Regions from separate parts of the Mus musculus genome. Here region 2 is linked to region 1. The links are chromatin contacts, called in public HiChIP or PLAC-seq maps. All regions are on one chromosome and are shown on one strand. Each heading gives the region's core, a stretch centred on a gene start, on an enhancer-like site or on the middle of the called end of the contact. The rest is flanking DNA. Distances are from core to core; before and after follow the strand shown. Region 1 holds the start of Vtcn1 (V-set domain containing T cell activation inhibitor 1). Region 2 overlaps Vtcn1 (V-set domain containing T cell activation inhibitor 1).

The links. HiChIP or PLAC-seq counts read pairs in DNA pulled down with a chosen protein or histone mark.
Region 2: an HNF4G HiChIP or PLAC-seq map of pancreatic cancer cells shows a contact between it and region 1. The contact joins the enhancer-like site here to the promoter of Vtcn1 in region 1. A contact is called at or near these places in 1 of 15 datasets of contacts at CTCF or cohesin (the NIH/3T3 cell line), 2 of 484 Hi-C or Micro-C datasets (double positive thymocytes and embryonic stem cells), 2 of 115 datasets of contacts at active chromatin or transcription factors (embryonic stem cells and pancreatic cancer cells) and 1 of 9 other capture datasets (embryonic stem cells).

Annotation. Positions count from the first base shown.
Region 1 is chr3:100,822,297-100,828,834 of GRCm38.p6, forward strand. Vtcn1 (V-set domain containing T cell activation inhibitor 1) reads left to right here and starts at 3,163. Exons shown (of 6, transcript NM_178594.3): 1 at 3,163-3,294. The coding sequence starts at 3,263. Gm32720 (a long non-coding RNA gene) reads right to left here and starts at 4,272. Exons shown (of 3, transcript XR_375902.2): 1 at 3,943-4,272; 2 at 2,522-2,710.
Region 2 is chr3:100,886,815-100,893,352 of GRCm38.p6, forward strand. It overlaps Vtcn1 (V-set domain containing T cell activation inhibitor 1), which reads left to right. Exons shown (of 6, transcript NM_178594.3): 4 at 1,350-1,628; 5 at 5,735-5,907. The coding sequence ends at 5,862. Among named protein-coding and RNA genes, the nearest start is that of Gm40108, 19 kb to the right of the region's middle. Within about 2 kb of position 2,602, at least 38 of the 459 cell types and tissues checked have an H3K27ac peak or open chromatin away from gene starts, as enhancers often do. A contact at or near this core is called in the NIH/3T3 cell line and pancreatic cancer cells, where this site is marked.

The DNA of each region.
Region 1 (6,538 bases), core at 1,913-4,412:
TTAGTTAAATATGGCCGCTGTCCTGGTAGGAGGATGAGACGAGGAAGCAGCTGTGTAGAGAAAGATTCTGGAGAAGACCCCACGCTGCTGTGAGGGACCTCAGGAGAGAGAGAAAGAGAGAGAGAGAGAGAGCTGCCAGTGCATCATCCCCAGACTTAGAGCCTTCAGAATCGAGAAGGGATAAAGCCCTGTGGTTGGGGCTGCCCAGCCTGGGCTACTTTGTTCAGACCACCATAGCAAAGTCATCCAAGAGGGAGAATCGGGAGATGGCTGGATGTAGGGATATGCGGAACAAGAGAAGAGGGGGGCAAGGGTGACGCTTTTTGATATCACCCAAATATGGTGTGTGAAGACACATGAAGCATGTGACCTAAAGGGAAAGCTTGCTTCTGCCCACTCAAGGCTGGGTGGAAACTCTGGAATTCCCCATCTCTTTTAAGAGTGGGCTGCCCTCTACCCTACCACGAAGCCCCACAGAGGTCAGAAAGAATGAGAAGATAATATCTTTTCCTTCTGTACATTTAAATTCCAATGAGACTGCTTGGAAATCTCCTAGTCCTCTGATAAGCACTATGAGCCTCTCTCTGAACTGTCCTTAAAGCAAGCAGAGCATGATGGGTTTTAATAAAGTTAAGTGAGTGACTAATCACTCCTGTGAGTCTCCCTGTGCGCACCTTTCTCCTTTTGGAAGTTAATCAATTTTTTTTTAATCTTTTCTTTGTAATCTCTCTTTGCAGACTTATTTCCTTGACCTTTCAGAGGGCAGAGGGCACATTCCCCTTGACCTCTACAACAAACAGCCGGCAAGGTTGCTGTGTTCTGAATGCTGTAACAAGGAAGATGGGTCAGGCGGCAGATGCAGATGAAGTTGTGGAGTCTCTAGGGGAGAGCCCAGTGGAGAGATGACGACTCAGCAGCTGGCTGTAAGGAGCCAGAGCTCAAAGGACCTGAGCTGAGGACACAGGTGCTCAGGAGTCCAGATACAGGGCAGCTGAAGCGGAGCAGAGCAGCAGCTGAGGGCACTCTAGGGACATGGTGCTGTGGGAAGAGTGGCCAGAGGACACAATCACAGGGAAGCCCATGGCTGAGGGGAGAGTGAGGATGACTGGGCAGGGTGGGGGGCATTAGCAGAGTCACAGAGAACAGTGGGTGTCCCTCAAGGGCTGGAGAGGGAGCAAAGCTTCTGTCTGTCTATCTGTCTGTCTGTCTGTCTGTCTTTCTCTCTGTATACACACACACCACAATGCCCTTTGCCATTTTTAAAAATATGTTCACTGTTTCTGTTTCACAGCCAGAACTGGAGTGATGTCAGTTTGCTTCTCCAGAGATGGCAGAATGTTCTTCAGCTTGCATCCCTGCTGTGGCAACGCCCACTGTGCAGCCTGTGGCTTCTTTAGCTCCTTACCTTCCTTACGGGGCAGTGTGCACCTGCCCCCAATGACATCTCCCCCAGACCCCTGTGTTTGGAGTTGTCTTGTTTCCTTCCAGGACCTTCCTCAGACCTTAGCGATGACATGTGGTGGCTGGAGGAGTGTTGGAGGTGGAGCCGCTCCTTTCAGAGCTCATCGAGTGGTTGGACCTTTGTGCTCTTGCTCAGAATGTATAGATCTAAGGAAACTATGGCCTCTAGGGACCTCAGCTTCCTGAACCCTGGAAGGACCCATCTTCATGGACACTGCATAGGTTCCAGGGTGTTGCTCTTTGCTTATTTCAGGGAGAGGACAAGCACAGGGGGCCTCTTCTAAACCTGCTAACTCCCTAAGGGACGCTTCAGAGCACTGGTTCTCAACCTGCCATCATAACCCCTAGGAGGGGCCATGTATCAGACAGCCTGCATATCAGGTATTTACATCGGGATTCATAACAGTAGCAAAATTACAGTTATGAAGTAGCAATGAAAATAATTGTGTGGTTGGGGTCAGCACAATACAAGGAACAGTATTAAAAGGTCATAGCATTAGGAAGGCTGAGAACCCCTGCTTTAGAGAAAGGCAAAGTGTTCTTGAGACCACCCAGGAAATCAACCTCCCTGTGCTTGACTGCCAAGCTCAGTCCTCTCTTCTGAAGTTTTCTCCTCTTGCCACTCAGTCTTCTCTCCTTCTCAGCTCCACTCTCTGCTGGTTCCCAAAGTCCCTGACCCATTCTGGGTTGGCCATAGAAGGCCTGGGAAAGTTACCTAATCATCAAAGGCATTCATTCCCCTTCCAAGGGTAGAAGAGGTACGCAGGAAGCAAGCTTTATTCTTTTCAAAGCATCCTAGGTTGTGATCCCAGTGCTCAGGGGCTGAGGCAGGAGGATTGATAGAAGTATGAGGTAGCCTGGGCTACAATTGTGAAACTAGTAAGTTTCAAGCCAGCCAGCCAGGGCTACAGTGTGAGACCCATTTCAAAGACAGGAGGGAGGGAGGGAGGGAGGGAGGGAGGGAGGGAGGGAGGGAGGGAGGGAGAGAGAGAGAGAGAGAGAGAGAGAGAGAGAGAGAGAGAGCTGCCTTGCCATGAAATTCAGAATGCTATCCACTCACCTTGAATAATTTTCTGTGCAATATATTCTCAACATCTCTGGAACCTCAAAGCAGCATTAAGAAATGGGAGTAGGGACAGGTCCCCTCACCCTCTCCCTGAAAGGAAATCAGATCTCCTCACTTAGCTTTGTCAGAGTTCTTCAACACCAGGGCACACCAGGGTTCTTGTAGCTTCAGCTCATGGCCTCTCTGTGAGTACACCAGCAGAAATTGAACGTAGAGAATGATTCTAGGGGAGGCATGGGGGGGGGGGGCACAACCTAGTCTGCTGTCTCAGGTCAGCACCAGCAGGGATCAGATGCATGAGAGAGAAACTCTATCACGGGTGACCCAGCCAAGGTCTGAGGTCAACACCAGCAGGGATCAGCATTTCTACCAACCCTGCAGCTTCCTGGAATTCCTCAGACAGTGAGTTTAGATCCTCCTTGTGGCCTTGTGCAATTGAAAGATAGCGACCTGTATGAATTCAAGCCCCGAGGTAGAGACTGGGAAACTTCTCCTCACCCTTTCACAGGTCAGGGCCTAGAAAGGCATCCCTGGGCCTTGGCTTCACGGAGCTATTTCCTCATACCTGAGCCGTCCACAGCTACATGCACCCCTCCCAGCCTGCACTATTTAAAGACAGCACAAAGGAACCCGATGTGAGTCACAACACCCAGGAGGGCAGCAGCAGGCAGGCAGCTCCACTCACCAAAATCTGGCCCCACACACAGCAGGACTGTGGGAAGGAACTCCCTCTCCATGGCTTCCTTGGGGCAGATCATCTTTTGGAGGTAATCCTCTCTCTCTCTCTCTCTCTCTCTCTCTCTCTCTCTCTCTCTCTCTCTCCCTAAATTGAGAACAGGGGTGGGGTCTTTGGGAGGTGCTAAGAACCTGTGGGCTGTGCTACAGGGTCACACTTGCACTTTATCCGGTCCAGCACTGGGAGAGGAAGAGGTTAATAAGCAACTTTAGCAGCCCTGAGCAACTGCCCAGACTCAGGGAAGGTTCTGGTAGGTGATTTCTTTCTTATGAAAGACTCATCCCTACTAAGGCAGCTGTGGACTGAAAACTGTGTGTTCCACACTGAGGACTCAGCTGAGATGTTCAGGCACAGTAAACCCAGTTCATGGAGCTGCAGAGGTTGGATGGAGAGCAGGGCTGGTGGTGAGCAGGCAGGCAGACAGACAGACGTGTTTCAACACTTTCCTGTGGGCATACTGTCTCTGCAGTCTCACACTAACACCCAGCTCCAGCCCAATCTCGGCTGCAAGGTGGGGGTCCCTCATTTTCCCAGGAGAGCCCAGAAAGGACACCCTGATGGTTATTGCTACATAACCCACTAGACAAATTAAAATAAAATACAATAAAAAGACGCATGCCCACCTGCCGCCTACTGTTCCTCAGCTATACTCCAGGTTCCCCGTTAGGACATCATTTACCTTTCTGATTGAAAAGAGATGGAAAATGAAAGGATTTTGTTGTTGTAGTTGTTGTTGTTGATGGTGATGGTGGTGGTGGTGGTGGTGGCGGCCTGGCCCATCCTCCAATCTCCTTCTCCCCCACTAGGAAATAGATGATGATTTCAGTGTCAGTCCTAACTCATTAACAGTTTTTAGGAAGACACACATGCTGGTTCTAGGGGTTGTTTGAAGACCCAGTCTTCCAATTTCATGTGCCTCTTCCAGTTAAGAAAAGAAAAGGAGGGTGAGGTGGCAGAAAGGAGAGTGATTAACAATGAAAAGTCTGTAAAGAACATCACTTCCCACACAGCCTAGAAAATTCCTCCCTTAAAAGAGAACTCCACCTCCCTCACTCATGTTCAGCAAGAGGCGGGGCAGAGGCTCTGCAGGATCAGCAGAGAGGGGCTCTGGACAGCACCCCTCCCTCACTGTGCTGGGCCAACGCCCTGAGGAGCAACAGGTGTCAATCATCTTTGTCCAGAAGCCTCAGCCTGTCTGGATGGCAGTCGGAAGCACCCGTGTCAGGAGCTAGCATTTTGAAAGCACCAGCATACTAGGTACTTTGTTGGCGTCTTGAATCTCATTACCCCTTGTAAAGGCTCTTCATAGCCCTGAAGCTATATACATAAGGGGTGGGGCAGCTTTAAACCCACTCTCTGAGAACCCTCTGAGGAGCTTGCTCCTGTTCCCGCCATGGCTTTCCTCCTCTACCACCCAAGCTTAGGTTCTCCAGGATGGGAAACAAGTGTCTCTGTTGTTCCAAGGTCAGGCACGTGGGCTTTCTAATAATACATTGCAACCAGCCAGACTGGTTTTGCTGGAGGATCAGCCAGAGGTGGGTGTTCAAAATGTGGGTCCCCCCACCCTCTAAGATTTAGTGACCCACTAGGATCAACAGAGGCTTCTCTTAGTGACCCTGGTTGCCTTGTTCACCATTTAAATGTTGCAGTTGCAAAATCAGGGACAAGCCACAAGGGTGACAGACAGGGAAGAGGGACCCTGATCATCTCAATGGATAGTGGGATCAGAAAGCTTTTCTCTAGATACAAACAGAACCTATTTGGCGAACCCAGTGTCCTCTCTCAGTGCCAACTAATCTCCTTTCTTTGCCATAATCCCCTTTATTCATAATCGCTCCTCTCATTGATAGTTCCAAGACATAGCTCATGGGAGGGCCTGCCATCCCATCTTCTGCAGACCCAGCAGATTGCTCCCTTACTAGAGTTTGATCCTTTCATCCTCTCTCTCAGAATATGTATGCTTCGGGGAAAGAATGCCCTGGCACATGAGGAGCTGTGTGATCCAGATTCTCCTGCCATCATGGCTGTCCATGGCACCAGCAGTCACTAATGGACCATTTGTCAAGTGCTGCTTGGAGTCCAAGGGTGGAGGTCAGGATCACTAATCTGAGAGCATATGTTCTGGTGAACAGTATAACCGGGTGTCTGTTCTCTGATGGGTGTTGCACTAGGCACTGGGACAAAGATGACCAAGATGCTGACAAGGGTCTGACACTAGAGAAGGAGTCTCCGTGATCTCATTCCTTTGTTATGGGATGATAGGCTCAGAATGCAATTGGAGCCCTTCCTTGCCCGATGCATCAGGGAAGTTTTCCTAAGCCAAATATCTGGGTTGCTTCTTGAAAAATGAATTAGTTTAGGGACCAAGTTTTAAAAGTGAGAAAGACACTCTGTGTAGAAGAAACAGGATAACCAAAACTCATGAGCCAGCACAGAAAGCTGCTTGCTACTTTGTTATACCATCTCAACATGGATTCTGAGACGTAGACAGAGAGGTGACACCAGGTCACACAAGGTCTTATTTACCAGCCTGAGCTGGGGATTGGGTGCTGGTGATGATTGGCCCTCAGACATTCTCGAGCAGAGGAACCTGGATTTTCACCTTGGAGAAGCACAAGTCTGGAGGCAATGAGAGCAGTTGGGAGGCAGTTGCTGTCCAAATAATAAAGTCAGAGAACGGAAAAAGATAGTAGAGACTTGGAGAAGGGAAGTGGATTTGAGAAACATGAGGGAGAGAAGGGTACGGATCAGTAGAAGGGGCAGGTCCTGGAATGAGTACCCTGGTCCTGGATGGGCAGAGTGAGTTGAAGGAGAGGGATTTGATAGGGGAGCTCCTTACATTAGGTGCACATTGAGTCTAAGGTTCCCCTGGGACCATCAGATGATAATGAGAAAAGCCCAGAAAACACGGGGAAGAAACTAGGAGGGGTCAGGCAAGGAATGGTTGGTTACATGGGAGTGGGAGGGCCCTAAGGAGAGCCCATAGGAGGACAAAGGGACCAGTGACAGGGAGTGAAGAACACTTATTTTTAGAGCTAGGAAGAGAAGGGAAATGGAGAAAGGCTGAATATCCAGAGAAGTAGAGAGATCAGAACAGAGAAATCACAAATATCAGCAGAGCAGACTTCCACAGGACACTGCTAAAGAGCCGGGAAACCTCTTTAGCCTATCTGAAGTTATAGAAAACCATAGGGCTGATGAAGATGTCCAAAGAAGGAGATTACTGCACGGAGAAAGAATGGGTGTCTCTTTGTCACATGAAGGTAGCTAAAGTC
Region 2 (6,538 bases), core at 1,352-3,851, 64 kb after region 1:
AGGAAACAAGACAGCAGACAGGCAGGCATGGAGCTAGAGCAGTAGCTGAGAGCTTACATCTAATTCACAGGCAAGAGGCCGAGAGAGGGAGAGAGACAGAGAGACAGAGAGAGAGAGACAGAGACAGAGACAGAGAGACAGAGAGACAGAGAGACAGAGAGAGGGGGGAGAGAGAAGAGAGAGAGAGTGAGAGCTTGGAATGGTGTGAGCATTTGAAACCTCAAGCCCCACCCCCAGTGGCACATCTCTTTCAACAAAGCCACACCTTCTAGTCCTTCCCAAACAGTTCCACCAAGCATTCAAACATATGAGCTTCTGGAGATCATTCTTATTCAAACAACCACATCATGCAAAAGAGGAAGGGGAGAACCAGCTCTCCAAAACTACTCTCCACGCTTCACAGGTATGCTGTGTGTGGCACATATTCCTACACAATCACCACTGTCACTGTCGTCGTCAGCAGCAGCATCACTATCACCATCATCATCATAACCATATCTTATCATTTTAATTGTGGACTGCCTTCCTGCCATAACAATAAGCCCAGAGCCCTAACACTCTATCCTAAGAGAACGGATACCTTAATTTCCAAGTGTTACTTTAATAAGTAGCATTTCTTAGAATACAAAAAATACCTACCATTCTACTTGTAGATATCAGAGCTAAAAATCTCTACCCAAGCAAACTCCAAATCCCCACAGTGCCAAGGCTTGTGAATAGGCCTTCTGTGGTGAAAGATGAATGTTTGTTCTTTCTTCTTACCCTTCTCTCTTTACCTCAAAACATATGATTCAGTAGGCCCTTCCAAGGCCCTATTGTCCTAAGGAAAGAGACATCCTCCTCCTCCTCCTCTTCCTCCTCCTCCCCTTCCTCCTCCTCTTCCTCCTTCTTCCATAATCACTGAGTTCCTCTTACATGGAGAAGATTATCAAAATGCTAAAATACATGAAACTCGGGTCCCTTGAGTTTGTGGTACTGGCCAAGGGTTATAATGCACAGTGATGCTCTGAACAAATAATTTATGCCCACGACATAATGGGCCTTACACAAACATTACTGTGGGGGTGTGCTGAGTCACTTCAGTGAGAGAAGTGATTGTCCCATGTTTTTAAGACCTAGCACTTTAGCTGGGTGGTAGTGGTGCATGTCTTTGATCCAGTACTCCAGAGTCAGAGGCAGGCAGAACTCTGTGTAGTCTACAGAGTGGGTTCCAGGACAACCAGAGCTACACAGAGAAACCCTGTCTCAAAAAACCAAACCAAACAAACAAAAAAGACCCAGTACTTATGGTGTTTTTGTCTAATCTGTCTCCCCGTGACATTTGTCCCTTTTGACCTTTGACCCTACAGCCTTCAGTATGCCAGAGATAAATGTGGACTATAATGCCAGTTCAGAGAGTTTACGCTGCGAGGCTCCTCGGTGGTTCCCCCAGCCCACAGTGGCCTGGGCATCTCAAGTCGACCAAGGAGCCAATTTCTCAGAAGTCTCCAACACCAGCTTTGAGTTGAACTCTGAGAATGTGACCATGAAGGTCGTATCTGTGCTCTACAATGTCACAATCAACAACACATACTCCTGTATGATTGAAAACGACATTGCCAAAGCCACCGGGGACATCAAAGTGACAGGTGGGTCTCCTGGGGTTTCCCGTGCTGCTGGAGATGAAACCCAGGGTCTGGGGGGTACAAGTCAAGCTCTCTATTCCCAAACATCTGCGCGCCTCTCCGTGTTCTCACATGTATCTCTAGAAAGAAAATAGTATGTCAATCAAAATTGAATTTATTTAATACATACCAGGGTACAAAAAATCTCTACGCTTCCAGAGCCTCTAGAGTAGTGGTTCTCAACCAATGGGTCACAACCCCTTTGCAGTAGTCAAACAATTCTTTCCAGGGGTTACATATCAGATACCCTGTATATCAGATCTTATACTATGATTCAAAACAGGAAAAGTTATAATTACAAAGTAGAACAAAATAATTGTATGGTTGGGAGTCACCACAACATGAGGAATTGTATTTTAGGGCTGCAGCATTAGGAGTGTTAACGAACCACTGTGCCAGAGATTTTGATCATAATTCTAGTTGGCACTGATTTTTGTAATCGAAGCCTAACACTGCATAATATTTATAGCATATTGACTAAAAAGTGGTGACTGAGCCTGGCATTGTGATGCACATCTTTAATCCCAGCCCTCGGAAGGCAGGTAGATCTCTGTAAATTTAAGGCTAGCCTGATCTACAGAGTGAGTTCCAGGCTAGCCAGAGCTACCCAGTGAGACCCTATCTAACTTCCTCCCTCCCAAAAGGCATTGACTGACTTAATCTGACATTACTTGGGGGTTTTTTGGGTTTTTTGGGGGGGGCTTTAGGATTCAGAGGCTTTTTCTTCCTAACTCGGGGGACTACTTTAGTGTAGAGTAGAGATGTAATGATTATTTGACAACTGTGACATATTTAACTGATACACTACATCCTAAATTCTTCCAAAATCACTAGATCCCAACTTGCCCTTGAGAAGGTTTTGAGTCTGAAGATCAAAGATCTACCCTCTGACTCAGTCTTACTCAGCATCATGGGACTGGAGGCTGATCTCACCAGTGTTGACTAAGACTGACCACTGGTCAGGAAAATCTGAAAACCTTAGACTGAAGTGGCCTCTTAGCAGCCTGTTTTAGTCCCTGTCACCTGCCTGCAGTGCTTTAGTGCATGCCAAACCTAGGAGGAAGGCAGTTCTAAGATGAACCAGACTCAGCTATGACTTCCGGGGCATGGCCTCTTATGCTTCATTGAACCCTCTCTTCAGAGTGAAGTTTGCTAAGAAAGAGTTGCTGTCTGTATCAAGTGTAGAACAATGCAAATGTGTGTGTGTGTGTGTGTGTGTACATACACATACACATATACATACTGTACATTTTTAATTCCTGACAGAGGATGGCTGAGCTTAACTGAATAAATGATACTCATAACATCTTATGTTTTTATTAAAATTATATTTATGAAAGTTAATCTGTGGAATGGCAGAAAATACTTGCAAATTACCTATCTAATAAGGTGTTAGTACTCATGATATATAAAGAAATCTTATAACTTAACAAAAAAATTAAATGGCTGAATTTTAAGGATTTTGGTTTTCGGGGCTTGATAGTCAGACCCAGGGCCCTGTGCATGCTGGGCAAGCAGTCTGCCACAGATAGGGTCATGTATCCAGCCATAACAGTTGGATTCCTGCTGCCTTTCTCCATTTTCCATATGTGTACTTTTTCATTTTGGTGTGTATACAGCGGACATGTGCATGTTTTTCATGTGTTTGTACACATGCACGTGTGTATGCACTCATATGAACATCAGAAATCATTCTCCATTGCTCTTCCCTTTGTTCACTGCAGCAGGCCTCTCAATCAAACCCAGAGCTGGTCTCACCAGCCGGCCTGCTCTGGGGATCCATCTCCAGTTTCCACTCCTTGAGGCTGGAGTGATAGGTGTGCTGTCATGCCCACACCACATTGATGCAGGTATCTGGGGATCTGAATGCCACTCCTCACGCTTGCACGGCAATCAGCTGTAACCATGGATCCATTTCTCCAACACTGAATTTGGAAATGAGCATATGAGAAGGGGCGATTTTCTAATTATGATATTTAAATGACCAAAAGGTCCGTCAAAATGTGCTTCACAGCATGAATCATGAGTATAAAGCTAAGTAAAAACAACAAGAAGCTGTCACCTCAGACTCCAGGCCCATTGAGATGCTCACCAACCAGAACTCACACACGCAGAAATGAGCAAGGGTTGGTGAGGAGGTAGAGAAACTGGAGCACTCATGCACTGTAAGTAGGACAGACTCTGAAGTAATCAACAGAAAATAGCATGCTCTAACACCAGACTAGCCACATGATCTGATGACTATACTTTTAGGTATATCCAAAAAATAAAAGTCTTAGATAAATATTTGAATGCTTATGGTGGTAGTAATACTATTTATAATAGTCAAGAAAATAGAAGCCTGAAGTGTCCATTGATGACATAGATGACAAATGGACACCACGGGTTAGATATAGTAAATGCACACTGTAGAGAGAATATCTTATGTCTGTGTGGATGTGGCACCTGTCAATAATAAATCTGATGGCCTATGGCTTAGGCAGGAAATAGGAGGTGGGACATCCGGGAGGAGAGAGAATTCTGGGATAGAATGAGTGAGGCAGGAGAGCCACCCAGGAAGATGTGAGGAGACAGACACATGGTACCTGAGCACAGATAAACAGCCATGTGGCAAAATGTAGATTAAAATAATAGATTCTCTTAAGTTATAATTCTAGGTAGAGAAGAGCCTAGCTATATAGCCAAGGTATTTGTAAATATATATTGAGTCAGTGTCTTATTTTTGGGAAATTGGGACTGGTGGGTAGAGCCAGACCCAACTTTTACAGCACACAGCAGGGTACTAATCATCCTAGATTCTTGTTCAACAGGCACAGATTTTGTGCCAAGTATGGTCATAGTACTTTAAAAACCCACGAGATACTTAGATAAACGGTACAGCTATCATTAAAAAGTTAATCCCAGTATTAAAATGGGACCTCTAAGATAGAGTTAATTGTGACTAGAGTGGACCAAGAGGGACAGAGAGTTCGGGTTAGGTTATAAAGATGGAGAAAATGAAAGACTAAGAAGCCTTGAAATCAGGAGCCTGTGGCAGTGGTCCCAGAGAGGAATTGTGAGCATATGAAAAGGGAAAAAGAAAAATAAATTAAGTTGCTTGAATAAAAACAAGCAAACCAAGCCACCCATGGATCTTGATATAGCAAATGTGACCATCAAGAAAAATAACAGTCAGAATGGGTTTGATGTTCGTACCCAGCATGTCGAGGAACCTGGTACCTATACCAACAAAGCAGGGACACAGAAGCAACATGAGGGTGAAGATGATGATGCTTTAGAGACGTTGCTCTTCAAAGGCCCACAGAGGATGCAGGCAGAGATGCCTACCGCTTGACACATTACCCATCACGTGGAGGCCTGGGAGGCTGCAGCCCTACTCCATACATTTCATTCTATGAGACAGGATCCCTGGGCATCTAACCTTTCAGTGTTCATTTTCCTACTGGGCTTGGGTAGGTCTGCTGTGTGTGTTGTTTGCAGCTAACACTTATTGAGTGACAGTATGCCAGGCACTGTTCTATGTCACTCATGAGCTCTCATTCTTATTATTTTTTTCTGGTAGAGGAAAAAAAAGGAGCAAATATGTATTGAGTTATTTACTGAAGTCACAGGCCTAAAGTGTGACAGAGCTGAAATAGTGACATGAAATTGGATTGTCTAAGGGAGAAAAGAGTAGAAGGTGAAATCGATAATTCTGTATCATTTTATAGAGGTCTAGTGAAATCTGATAGCACAAACCTGTAGACGCCACTGCCTAGGGAACAGGTACATCCAAAACCAAGGAACCGTCTTGAGTCAGTTGCTTAGCTTTGTTTTCATATAGTAACCCTAGGTATGGCTTCATTGGTATAACTTTCATATTGGCTGTGTCCTCACTAAGATGATCATAGAATTATCTTTGCTCCACAGACCTCTGAGTCGATTGTATTCTAAAAGGGTGGAGGGAGCAGAGGAACAAATCTGCCCTTGTTGGGAACCAATCACTCCGTTTTTCTGATGCTTTACCTTCATCACTGATGCGAACATCCAGCTTCTCTCTGACTCTCAACTCTTTTCTGTTTTTTTTACAGATTCAGAGGTCAAAAGGCGAAGTCAGCTGCAGTTGCTGAACTCTGGGCCTTCCCCGTGTGTTTTTTCTTCTGCCTTTGTGGCTGGCTGGGCACTCCTATCTCTCTCCTGTTGCCTGATGCTAAGATGAGGGGCCCTGGCTACACAAAAGCATGCAACGTTGCTGGTCCAACAGGTGAGGTCAAGCACAAAGAGCGTGCTGGATGGGTCATAGCCCAGCAAGCGTACCTAGCCAGTTCTCCTGCCCTAGACTGTTATGAAACAGAATCACACAGCCTTCAGCACCAGCCACAGGGAGGAATATACACTGATCTCAGGTCAGGGACTTTGTCCTAGAGGTGTGAAAGGTAAAATTTTAGTGTCCAGCACTAACCAAGGGCAGATACAAAAACCAACCCCACACAATCCAATCATTTATGTAACTTCAAACACCTATTCATTTGCTGAGTCATTAGCGGATTCCAAATTGCCTTTTCAAAAAGTAAGAACTGTTTGGTCCTGACTAATTACCCTGGGCTTCACTGTTATTCACACTGAGAGCCTTGTAATCCCTGGGTAAACGACCTTTTCCCCACCCCCATCCTAGTTTGTCCACCTTGGGCCCTGGTGACTCACCAGCTAGCCCTCCTGCTGAGATCTGTTCTCTGGCTCCAATGACTGATTGGACATTTCCACCTAAATATTCTTCTGCAAGTAGAATTTGCACAGAACTGAGCTGTGGAGTTCTGGTCAGCTCCCACATAAGGAAGGCTTCCTAAGGCTCACAGGTCCAGTGTTTTTTCTGACCGTCCTCTGTCCTTCATGTC